Regions from separate parts of the Mus musculus genome. Here region 2 is linked to region 1. Evidence: chromatin contacts called from public Hi-C data. All regions are on one chromosome and are shown on one strand. The core of a region is the stretch at or near the end of the contact, and the rest is flanking DNA. Distances in the headings are between cores, read along the strand shown.

Region 1 (5,688 bases), core at 1,106-3,605:
TACTTTTCTTCTATCAGTAGCAAAAAACAAAACAAAACAAAAACAAACAGACAAGCAAACAACAACAACAAAAACCAGGCCCCTTAGTCAAGAGAGACAAACGTTTCCTGACACGGAGCTCTGAAAATAATTTATCACAGAGGTTTTTAAAAAAGGACCTTGAGCAATTTAATAGATGATATTTTCCAGCTAAGAGAGTTTACATATGTATGAGAGCTAAGTTGTTAGAAACGCTCCTCCATGCGGGATAGGAAAGGTGGAATCTTTCTTTCTTACACATACTCATACCTACATCTTTGTCCGCACATACATACCTTCGAAAGGTATGTGGGTACGGAACTGTGACCAGAGAGAAGCCACAGCAACGATGCCATTACTCATGTCGTTCCAGCAATGTAAGAGGTGAACTCCCTCCGTGACCATTTCATTTTGTTTCCCGTTTCTACCATTCTTTCTCTCAGGTTCAGGGCTATAGGTGGTCCACAGCGGCTTTTGTGAGCCTCTGTGGAAAGACTGTCTGTGAGACTCTAAACCCCTAAGGAACTCTGCAGGTGCCTGGATTCCAGGAAAACAGGAGGCACTATTGCATTTTCCCAAGGAAGTTTACGTAGTCTGCCAGACCCCAGGACAGGCAGGTACACTTCAACTACAGGTGCCCTCTTCTCATACCCCTTACATCCTTCCTGAAATTCAGGGCCCCTCCTACCTCTCTCCAGGAATCAGAGACGGCCTGGCTGATGGCCTGTGCTGTAGACTATCTCAGCTATGTGGAGTAAAATCTCCCTCTTCCTTTGGGACCTATAAAACGGGATCTCCACTCCACCTGGGAGAGCCAGACCTTTCTCCAGAGCCCCCGCCCCCTCTCTGCATGCTGCAGGGCAATCTGCTTAGTGTCCTCTTGAACCCCAGACTTAGAACCACTCAATTTCTTCTCTTGAGGAGGAACGGAGAGCCAAGAGGATCCTAAGTAGGGGAGACACACTCTTACACCATCTCTGTGGCAAATGTCCTTCCTAGCTTGAAGAAAAAGACCAGTATTGTGACCCTAAGAAAGCCAACACATGAACTAGAGATGGTACATGCTTGTCATGTAGGATGTAGGTAGAAAAAACCCAACTGTTTCCATCTGGTCCACTGGCTCTTGGTATCAAAAAAAAAAAAAAAACATGGCAACTACACAGAGAAAAGGATGCCAGCAACCGCACAGAAAGCTGTGCTTTTTAGAATGCAAGTGTGATGCATGACTACTCATTAACGACCCATCAAAACAAACCGTGAACAGGCCACTAAGTGCCACTTTGCTGGATTAACCCTGGGCTGGGCCCTATGTGCTGAGATTTCAAAGGTCCTTTGAAGTTAGAGCATTAAGAAATCACTTTCCAAGTCAGATCACCACCAATTCTAGATGTTTCCTAATGGCTGAGTGGAAGAAGAGCTGACTAATTCTTTAAATTTTAACCAGGAAGGAAAAGAAAAATAATGTTCTTTATGATGGGCACAATAACCACCATGCATCCCAGGACTGGGGAGGAAGCTCAGTGGAATGCTTGCCTAGCATTCATGAGGTCGTGGGTTCAGTCCCCAGCACTGCATAAACTGGCCACGGTGGTGCACACTTGTAATCCCAGCACTATAGTTTCACATAGGAAGGTCAGAAGTTCAAAGTCATTCTAGCCTATATATCTAGATCATCTCATAAAAACTGATGCTCGTGATAATGCCCAATAACCAATAAGAAAAAAATATGGAAGCAGATGGTACTTGCCAAGGGTGATTTTCCCCCCTTCTGGGGAGTTGATTCCTTTCACATGCTCATAACAGTTCTATTCCTTAATGTAGCCCTACATCTTAATAATCTCAATGTAAGGGTAATTTCTTTAAAATATTAAAGTTCGACTTGCCATTAAAGTGGCCATTATCATCCTTGATGCCATTAATATTACTTTATCGACCTTTCAGTCTAAGGAGTGTGGAGAAATTGGTCTTTGCTTCTTATTAGGATCTCTCAGGTTTGACTCAGGATCTAGGCTGTATAAGACCTGGAGGCTGCAGAGGGGACCAGGGAAGCTGCACTCTGCCCTGGGGCATCAGATTTGATGCCTACTGCAGCCTGGAAGTCGCTGGCTTTCTAGGTTTCAGAAAGAGGCACACATATCCAGTGCCTGGAGGGGCCTTCTTCACAGCATCATCACAGCTCTGAGGAGTTACAAACAAACACACAAGAATAAAGACATCAAAACACGGCACATCATTAAGGAGCATGGAATAGAAACACGGCTATTTTAGGTAGCCATAGCATTTGGTTGTGAACCTCAAGACTCTCCTGTGATCACATCTGCGTATATTTATAAACTTAGCATAGAAGCATGCGTCACAACTGATCTCTTGAAGTAGCAGAGGTTTCTGTGTGGGGGACGACTGTGGAATGTGACTGTGGGATTTAAAAGGGCAGGGGGGTGGGGGAAAGTAACTGTTCCAGCTGAGCGACTCTCCACAATGCGTTTTTGATGCAGTGACTAATTATTGTGATTATTTTCATCAGCAAAGACACCGGTAGAGCTAAACATATTTATTTTCTTTTTTTTTCCTCCTTGAAAAGTATAATATTTCAAGCTTTAGAGAAATTCCATATGTCTCCTCCCTATACTTAGGAAGTGTGCTCTCAGATGTTGTCACAAATGCTGAGCTACCTTGCTTCCCTTGTTCCTTCTGAGACAGTGTTCCTCTCTTCCAGTATCAGCTTGATAGAGCCAAGCCAAGCTTAATGAAAACACCCAGCCTCTGCCTTGCTAATATCCTCAGCTGACCTTCTGGGCTCCCTGTCACATAACTACATAGAGCTGGTTGCCAAATGTTAGAATTTAATCTAATGAGCACTCACAGTATTTTGATAGGGGGGAAAAGTAGTAAGTATAGAAAGTGTAAGTCTTTAAAGTTAGAGTTTTGTTCCCTGTAAAATTATTGGCCATAGTTTTAGAGGTTTATATTAAACATGCTCTCTTTAATGAATACTGAGCAGAAAAGGTACAGAAGAGAGCCAGGGTCCTGTTCCCACAGTTAGGAAGCTGAAAGATGAATGTGTTAGATCAAACAATACTAACTATCAAACAAGAACAAATCTTTAAACTTCTGATTCCCTACACGTCATGCACACGCACACGCATGCACACACACGCACACGTTCTTTGCACAACTGAGAATGATACACCAATTGAATCTGAAGTCAAATGAGCAGAGCTGGAAGCATATTGCTCAAGACGTGGCCTGTAAGGAACAGTCCAGCTTTTAATAGTGAGTCATCCTCACTGCCATGGAAACAGAAACCGACAGAAGCCCAGTGAGTCTGTCCCCTTCTCGTCCCTAAATTCTTATGAAGAATAAATGCCTTAGCCTGTATGCATTCTTGAATTCATATTATTATTGAGCACACTTCCATTTTTTTTAATTCATCACATAATCGTCCTTTATTTGCTCAGACAATTATGTGGTTAATTTGATTTTTCAGTCTTTGAACAAACTTTTTGGTAATTTAAATGCCTAATGAGTGGAAGACATCAGACCACCCTCCCTTCCACATGAGTAAAGTCCATCCAAGAATGATCATGCGTGAAAAATCAAACTATATTTCATTTTCTAGAGCTGACTTAAGTAAATGTAACCACTATACATTCACCTAACAACATTAAAATTCAGAATCCCAGAATTAGGACATCACAACAGTGAAAAAAAAATCAGTAACTGAAGAATACTCATTTTTAAAATTTAGTGTGAGGGGGAGATTTTGTGTGGGTGTGGGGGGCATGCCATGACCCATTGTCTAGAGATTAGAGGACAACTTTGTGGAGTTGGTTTTCTCCTTCCATCTTCTTGTAGGTTCTGGGGATTGAACTTGGGCCAGCTTTGAGCAGCAACTACCTTTAGCCACCAAGCCAATTATCCTTCTTTTGATGTGTGTGTGTGTGTGACAGTAAAAACATATGAAACTAGATGGAAAATTTTAGCTACAAATTTCAGAAAGCTTGTTTTAATGGGGCAGTGAGACCTGCTGATATCTCAGTGGAGACTATAAATGTCAACATATCTCATGCTTTCTTCATTCATAATGGCTTCCCTTCCACTCAGACTATGGCTATTTATTACACAACAAACTAGTATTTAAATGTCTTTGGTCTTACCAAGAGCACTAATGAAGATCTACCATTATGAGTTTTTCTTTCAAGCACTTTTGGAAACAACCCAAAATTAGACTTTTCACCTTTGATTGCAGAGAATGGCTTAACAAAATAGTAATTGTGGAACTTACTCATATTTATTGTATTTTTCTTAAAGATAGCCGGAATAGATTTCATATTTCATCATAGCGTCATAATGCAGCAGAGTGAACTTAGACATAAGCCACTCCTTGCTCCAGCGCAATCACTAAATAACCTTATACATGGGGAATCCTCCGTAAATGACCTTTTCTGATTTAAAGCTTTACTCAGACGACCTGCTACAACTTAAACAGGAAACAGCCAGACTCAGACGACCTGCATAATCTTAAACAGGAAGCAGCTTTGGGGCCTGCAAACTGCTCATCCTCCTTGGCAAATGGCTTTTGTTCTCTTGATCCTAGTGTGGCTGTTATGTCCACTGAGTCTCTATTTTTTAAATAGATATAATTTGCATACCATAACAATCCATTCATTTAAAACACATCTTCCAGGGGTTTTCAGTGAATCATCACTATTGTCTAATTCCATTGTGCTCAAGTAAAATCTATCTATTAGAGTATGTGGACATTTGGGACTATCTCCATTCGTTGGCTATTAAGGATACTGCTGCTGTGTTTGGGTTTGAGCTTTTATATAGAAATATGTTTTCCAGTTACTTGGGTATAGCTAGGACTTGCCCAGCTGTATAGTGACTTTTTTGTTTTGTTTTGTTTTTTGTTTTTTTGAGGAATTGACAAACTTGTACAAAGAAGCTATACCATGGGCTGGTGAGATGGCTCAGCAAGGGTGTTTGACAGGAACACTGACAACTTGGGTTTGATCCCCAGGTTCCATATGGTGGAAAGAGAGCTGATTGCAAGGTGTTCTCTGACTTCTACACACACCACCACCACCAAACAAACAAATAAAATAAGTAAACAAATACATGTATGTGAGGGAATCGGAAGAATGTAAGATAGTTTGAAGTGCTGTATGCATTATCACTCTCTAGACTTTCTACTATAATCATGAACTCACATCAGTTGTTGTGACTGGTCCTGCGCCAACACAAGAGCAGCCCCATCAACAGCCTTCTAGAAAAGTGGATGGTCCTCATGGGCCTACTCTTCACCTCCTAACTATTGTCTATCAATAAATTATGGGAGAAGGGAAATCACTGTTTTTAGTTGCATGCTAACTGCTGATTCCACCAGGCTCCTACAGATACCTTCAAAGCCACAATCACATAGATGACCCAGGTTAATATTGGCGGGTCACAAAATAAAATAGACATGAAATGTCCAAGAAAGATTCACAGGGAGGATATTTGTGGACAGGGTAGTAGGGAAGGAATCAGTATACAAAGGGTACACATATTAAAGTGTAAAAAAGTAACAATTAAATGCATAAATGTAATTTTAAAAAGGAAAGAGAGAAACAAAAGAAAGAAAGAAAGAAACAAGCAAACAAAACAAAACAAAGAAGCTACATCATG
Region 2 (6,323 bases), core at 1,528-4,027, 89 kb after region 1:
CACTGAGGAAACACACTTCTGGAGCTGTCTGGGAAGCTAAGTCTAGAGAAATTACTAAGGACGAAAGGCCTATCCAGCTACAGGTGACTTGTCCCATAGTTGGACTGAATAAAAATGAAGAATGAGCGAAACATTAGCATTTGTCTTTCTCTGCTTCCTGACCTTGGAAGCAGTGTGATCAGCTACCTCAGGGCTCCAGCTTGCGTCATGATGTCTCCATATTGCCCTGTCTTCCTGCCATGATGGACTCTATCACCTCTTAAGCCAAGAGTCAAAACAAACACTTCCCTCTCCTCTCCTCCCCTCTCTTCCCCTTCCCTCCCCAAGTTGTTCTGTCAAATTTTTGTCATGGCAACAAGTAAAGTAATGAACATAGCATCTCTGCCAATAAAGAAGCACCCCCAGCACTGCCCGCCCAGGGCCAGGGTCTACCAAACCCTGCAGGAGTTTTAGTTTCCATGACATGACAAAGGGAAGAAGATGGGGTGATAGTCTCCTTGACCTTTGCTCTATTCCTTGTCCTTGCTGTATCTGCTCTGTTTCATCGTTTTTGTTTTGTTTTGTTTGATTATTTGTTTGTTTGTTTGTTTGTTTGTTTGTTGAGACGGGGTTTCTCTGTGTAGCCCTGGCTGTCCTGTAACTCACTCTGTAGACCAGGCTGGCCTTGAACTCAGAAATCTGCCTGCCTCTCCCTCCCAAGTGCTGAGATTAATTTTATCTTTGGCCCTGTGCCAGTGTGTCTGTTTCTATTGTTCTCTCCCCCTTTTTCTTCTTTTTTATTTTCACGTTTCTCTTTGTTCTTTCTTTACCACTTCTAATAGCACTGATTAGGTAATATTTCAACCACTGAATACCCATCCTCTGCTGCTCGGTTTGATGCATTCAACTATTTTCTGTTTCCAATTCTAGAGGTTACTAGGTTTCGGTTGGCTTTGTTTCCTTCTTTTTTTTTTTTTAGTAGAAATTACTTTTGAATCACTTGTTTCATGGCTCAGCTTCTGTCCTCCATGGTCAGTACATCTGTGGCAGGGCTTCTTCACGTGCAAACGCACTCATTGCCAGCTCCTCTAAAGTGCTTTCAAGACCCTGATGGCAACTTCTACCCGTTGCTTTCTCACTTTTATATGTATATTTTTATGTTTTCTTATTTTCATGTTTCCCTGTATATAAGTCCATGTACCGTGTGCATGTCTGGTGTCCACGAAGACCAGAAGAATGTGTTAGACCCCCTGGAACTGGAGTTACAGGCAGTTGCGAGTCACCATGTAGGTCTGGGAATTGAATCTGGCTCCTCTAGTAGTGGAACCTTGCTAAGCCATCTCTCCAGCCTCCATTAGATACCCATTCCAATGCATCCACGATTTCAATGCATCCACGTACCGTTCTTCTTGGTCACTTAAAAAGTGTTATTAGTAGTATTGGAAATAAGACAGATTTCAAATATAGATGATGAAAATACCAGCCAGGATTCCTCTCACAACTGACGATCAGTCACCTGGCTGAGCAGCAACCTTCTTAACCCTCCATTCTGTTTTCTGTTTGCTGTGAGGAATGGACTCACTAGTAGCCCAAGCTAATCTCAAACTGTAGGTACACCCCTTCCTCAGAGTGCTGGGATTTATACATATGTACCACACTACACCAGACCACATCCCCCCACCTCCCATCCTCCCTACCCTCCCACGCACCCATCTCTGCCGCCCCACCCCCACCCCTACATCCCTACCCCTGACCCTCCTCACCACCACCCTACTCTGTCTTTCCTTATCCATATTGAGAGAAACAAAGATCTTAGCTTAATAAAAACAAGCACTGAAGACTAGGAGCAGCCAAATGAGGCAGTTTGTTTTGCAACATTACACAGTGAGGCATCAGCCCAGGGCAGGTGGGCTGTCAGCAGAGAATAGATTTTATAACTAACACAGCAAGCCCCTCCTCCTTACCTTTGTGGCCCAGTGTGACAGTCTTACAAACCATCTAAGTGTTTCCTTCTGCCTCTTAGGGCCATCTTTTATTTCGTTGTTGCAACAAAGATCACATGTGTTCATCTCTACATTTTACATCCTGTTTATTTTAAAACTTAACCTTGTCATAGCTCAAGGTCACTTTGTTTTCTAGACTTTTAGGTGTTAGGGTAGTTCAGCAAGACCCCAATGTTTCCTGTTCATCTGCAGCTGGACCAATGAAGACCCAAGACACCTCCATTTTGAAAATGAACCATCAGATTTTGTCTCTTATACATCTCTAATAGACTGTATTTCTCATTACTTAGTTTCAGGTTGTTCTCTCTTCCGGTGCTGTGATCATTGTAACCCTGCTCCTCAGAGCAGTGCCTGGGTACTGCAGGGTTAGTCCACAATAGGCAGTCACAAGTCATTGAGTGGAGCTGTTTAATCTCCACCATGGTTTCAGTCATCAACCCCATTTTAAAGATGAGAAAATAGAGGCACAGGACAGTTGAGTGCTTGTAGCAGCAGGCCAATTTGTAGGTGAAGGATCATGCAGCCTCGCCCCAGCACTCTTCCTCCAGAGTGCTTAGCAAGAGTGCCCAGTCTCTGATGTTCGCTTATTTTCTAAGCAAAATAGAATTTTTTAAAGAAACAAAAAAGCTGTTAAAAAACAAACAAACAAAAACAAACAAACAAACAAAAACCCATATGAGGCCCCCTTTATCCTTTCCCATTTCTGCTCTCTGCAGCTTCCCTCACAGATATTGCCTGGAGCTGGTGTGTCCCCTTCCCGCCTTTGCCTGTCTGGCTTGCTATCTGGAACTGCCTTCTGTGGCTGCTGAGCCAGAGGAGTGCCTGGGCTCACACAAAGCTCCCAGATCCACCCAAGGCGAGTATCAACTCTCATTACTTTCACTTTCCTGGTGTTGGAGTGATTTTTTTCCCCTCTCTTTTCTACTTACAGACACTCATTTTTCTAGCTGAAAATAGAAAGCCTTATCAGATTGGAATAACAGTCCTTTTTGCTGTAGTTTTTTCCCCCAAAGACTGGATGAATTTGGGCTTCGTCAGAAAGCCATCTGCTGTGTACGCACAGACCTATTCCGAGCCAGAAAAAGAAAATGAGGGAGGAGAAAACCCTGGCTTCTCATCTTAATTCAAAGAGCCGTCGTCTGTCAACTCCCACTCCTCAAAAGGAAGCTGACCACTGCCCTCACCTGTCACTGGGGACCTAGGATCGGGGAGGTCTCATTGAGCACAATGGCCTTGCAGCCAACAAAGAAAAGACTCTGCCTGAAGAAGGAATCGAGCCAGTGTTCCACAGAACATACATGGTTTGTGGCCAGCTGCCTATTTCCTCCAGACCACACCCTCTCCTGGTCATCATTAACTGCTTGTCATTCCTGCCATGTTAGACTTGCCAGTCTCAGGCCCGGACTATGTCAGAAAGGCTTTTAGGTTTTCTAGAGGCTACCTCATTCTCTTATTGAGTAGCCTTGCCACCAAGGAAGCACTCACTTTTGTTCCTATAGACAGGCAATGGACGCGAGGGAGCACTGTGTTCAGTGTTGTGATGAGCACTCACATTTGCTGCTGTATACAATCAGAGGGAGCACTCACAATTCACTAAGTAGATGAATGGAGGGACCATGCATATTCATTTCTGTAGATACAAGCAGGAGGAGGACTGAAATTCACTGCTGTTGGCAAGAAGAGGGAGCACTAATAGTCACTTCAATAGATGAATAGAGGGAGCACTACTCACTTTCACTGCTGCAAATAAACAGGTCCTCCACTAGGGACAGACTCAGGGTCCTGAAGAAAACTTTTATCTCTACCTTTCTCAGGCCAGCATGGCAAATATTAAAGCCAAGCGGTGTCATAGTCTTAAGAATACTCAATACTTTTGGCTCAGCGGTTAAAAGTACCAGCTGCTATTCCAGAGAACTGATGTTCAATTTTCAGCACCCATGTTTCAGCTAAAAACTGCTGGTAACTCCAGTTTCAGGGAATTCAATGTCCTTTTCTGGCCTCCACAGACAATAGGTAAGTATATGATGCCGAGCCATACATGCAAGCAGAACACTCATACACGTAAAAAAATTTTTTTGTTAAAAATATATTCAATACTTTTTGGAAATGAATTTAATTTTTAAGATCTGCATTTTCATAAGTACAAAAGTACTGTTAGCTGGTTATAAAACATTTAAGGAATACCTATATACCTTAGAAAGCTAAAGGCCTTTGTTACCCCGCTGCTACAGGGGTAGCTGTTACAAGTTTGTTGCATGTGCTTACAGACTTTTCACAATTTGCATAGCTGTGACATATGTAAATCTGTATACCTGGTAGCACCGGTGTACTTTCCAAAGAAATGACCCTCCCCTCTCTCCTCTGGTTGCTATTTAGTATCTGTTTTTCCTTCCAGACTGCCCTGTGTCTAAGAGAAACTCCACCACAGTCTTTTGAGATCAAATGGAAACTCTGTCGTCCAAGAACATCTTCCTGTTGGTAACCCTTGGGAAGCCATGACCATGTTCCCAACCAGACATCCTGCCAGTATCCAAAACATCCGATGGAGGAGCCTCCCCACTCCACACTAATGGGAGAAGTCACATTCCGTTTGACATTTTTGAGTAGAGGACTTGCAGGGGAAAAGATTACAATTCATGATTTTGGAGCACAGCAGTGTTCAGGGACTGACTTGCGAAGCATCGTGTTGAGTAAATGACTCGGTCATGAAGGGCGGTTCTACTTGGCTGCCATGGAGACAGAAGTGTGGGCCTCTCCACTCTTGGCTGGCTCCCACAGCTCTGGGCTCAGAGCTATACAGTTTATTCAGCAGACTGGGGGCTCTGTGGTATCACCTGGAAGTGAGGCTCTGGATGAGAGCCCAGTGGTGTAGCAAGGCTCCTCGTGGATGCAGCTATATACAGAACATGTCTGTCCACACGATCAAGGCTGGGCAAGGATCCATGCAATTCTTATCCATCCAGTGATTCTCTGGCGGGCGCACAATCCTCAGGATGACCAGCCTCCCAGATGGCTCTGTTATGGTGTAATCTAATTTTTTTTTTTACTTATTCATTATCCAGTCTTATATACCCTTGGCTCCGTCATTTCAGAGGGTACAATTTTCTTCAGAGAAAATTTGTGCCAACTCTTCAACAATACGTCTCCACTTGAAGGACATTCATCATATTCCCTTCAGCTTTGATTTTCCTTTAAGCTAGTTTCAGAAGGTAATTCTGATACAGAATGGTGTAATTGGGTTCTTTGAACATTCATTGCCTTAATCATAAAAAGGGAAATAGTCTTTCTCTCCCTGTTTCCCCCCTCCCTCTTCCTCCTCCCCCTCTCTTCCCACCACATACCCCTTGAGCTTCCTTCTCTTCTCCCTCTCTCTCTCTCTCTCTCTCTCTCCTACTTCTTCTCTCTCTTCCTTCTCGGGTGCTTCATTTTGTCCCTGTTCTGTGTGGTACAGTTGTGCACACAGTTCAGCAGTCCCCTGCCTCAGTCTCCTGAGTGCTGGAATTCCAGGCCTGCACCACTATGCCCAGGATTTCTTGTTAGAATTTACACTTTTACTTTATGTGCATGAGTGTTTTGCTCCCATGTATGTATGTGTAATGTATGCGTGTCTATTGCCCACAAAGGCAAGAGAGGGTATAGCATCCCCTGGAACTGGAGTTACAGATGGTAGTGAGCTGCTGTCCAGTTGCCAGGAACCAAACTCAGGCCCTATGAAACAGCAAAGGTACTTAGCCACCAAGCCATCTTTCCAGCATTTGATTTTTAAATATGGTTTTATAAATAAACTCTATTCATAAAAGATGTTAATTCTACCCCCTGCAAATTTCTATACAAAACTAACTTACCAAATATTAAAATATCTTTCAACATTCCACTCGCCAAATCTATGAGATTATTCAGAGCATAGACAATACTATAAAATTATACATAAGGGATAATTTTAAGCACATAAGGGATTATATGGAATTAAACACATTACAATAGTAACACTTCAAATCAATAAAGAGATGGTGGTGGTGAAAATACCGGACAGCCACTTGAAAGACTAAGCCTGGATCCAAACCTTATTTTTATAGCAGAATAAAACCCAGTAATATCGCCAAAGGTCACATACAAAATGTAATCATAAAAATAATAAAAATAAGTTAAGTTTTTAATAATTTTGGGACAGAGAGAGACCTTTAAAAGTAAAAACATAAAAAATTCAAACAGAAAGTTATAGTAGCTTTTGCTATATAAAAATGGAAAGAAATGTACTATTTAACATTTTGAATGACAGAGGATAAATTCTTAATTTACCTAAACACACACACACATACCTCTGTACACTAAACTTAGTAT

What was found. A called contact is a pair of places that touch in the nucleus more often than the background predicts.
Region 2: a Hi-C map of cortical neurons shows a contact between it and region 1. The contact joins two enhancer-like sites. A contact is called at or near these places in 1 of 15 datasets of contacts at CTCF or cohesin (the NIH/3T3 cell line), 9 of 484 Hi-C or Micro-C datasets (bone marrow-derived macrophages, cortical neurons, cranial neural crest and 5 more) and 2 of 115 datasets of contacts at active chromatin or transcription factors (embryonic stem cells and heart atrium).

The regions. Positions count from the first base shown.
Region 1 is chr3:104,292,781-104,298,468 of GRCm38.p6, forward strand. No RefSeq gene overlaps it. Among named protein-coding and RNA genes, the nearest start is that of Gm5546, 65 kb to the right of the region's middle. Within about 2 kb of position 2,356, at least 75 of the 459 cell types and tissues checked have an H3K27ac peak or open chromatin away from gene starts, as enhancers often do. A contact at or near this core is called in the NIH/3T3 cell line, cortical neurons, heart atrium and 1 more, where this site is marked.
Region 2 is chr3:104,380,969-104,387,291 of GRCm38.p6, forward strand. No RefSeq gene overlaps it. Among named protein-coding and RNA genes, the nearest start is that of Gm5546, 24 kb to the left of the region's middle. Within about 2 kb of position 2,778, at least 59 of the 459 cell types and tissues checked have an H3K27ac peak or open chromatin away from gene starts, as enhancers often do. A contact at or near this core is called in the NIH/3T3 cell line, cortical neurons, heart atrium and 1 more, where this site is marked.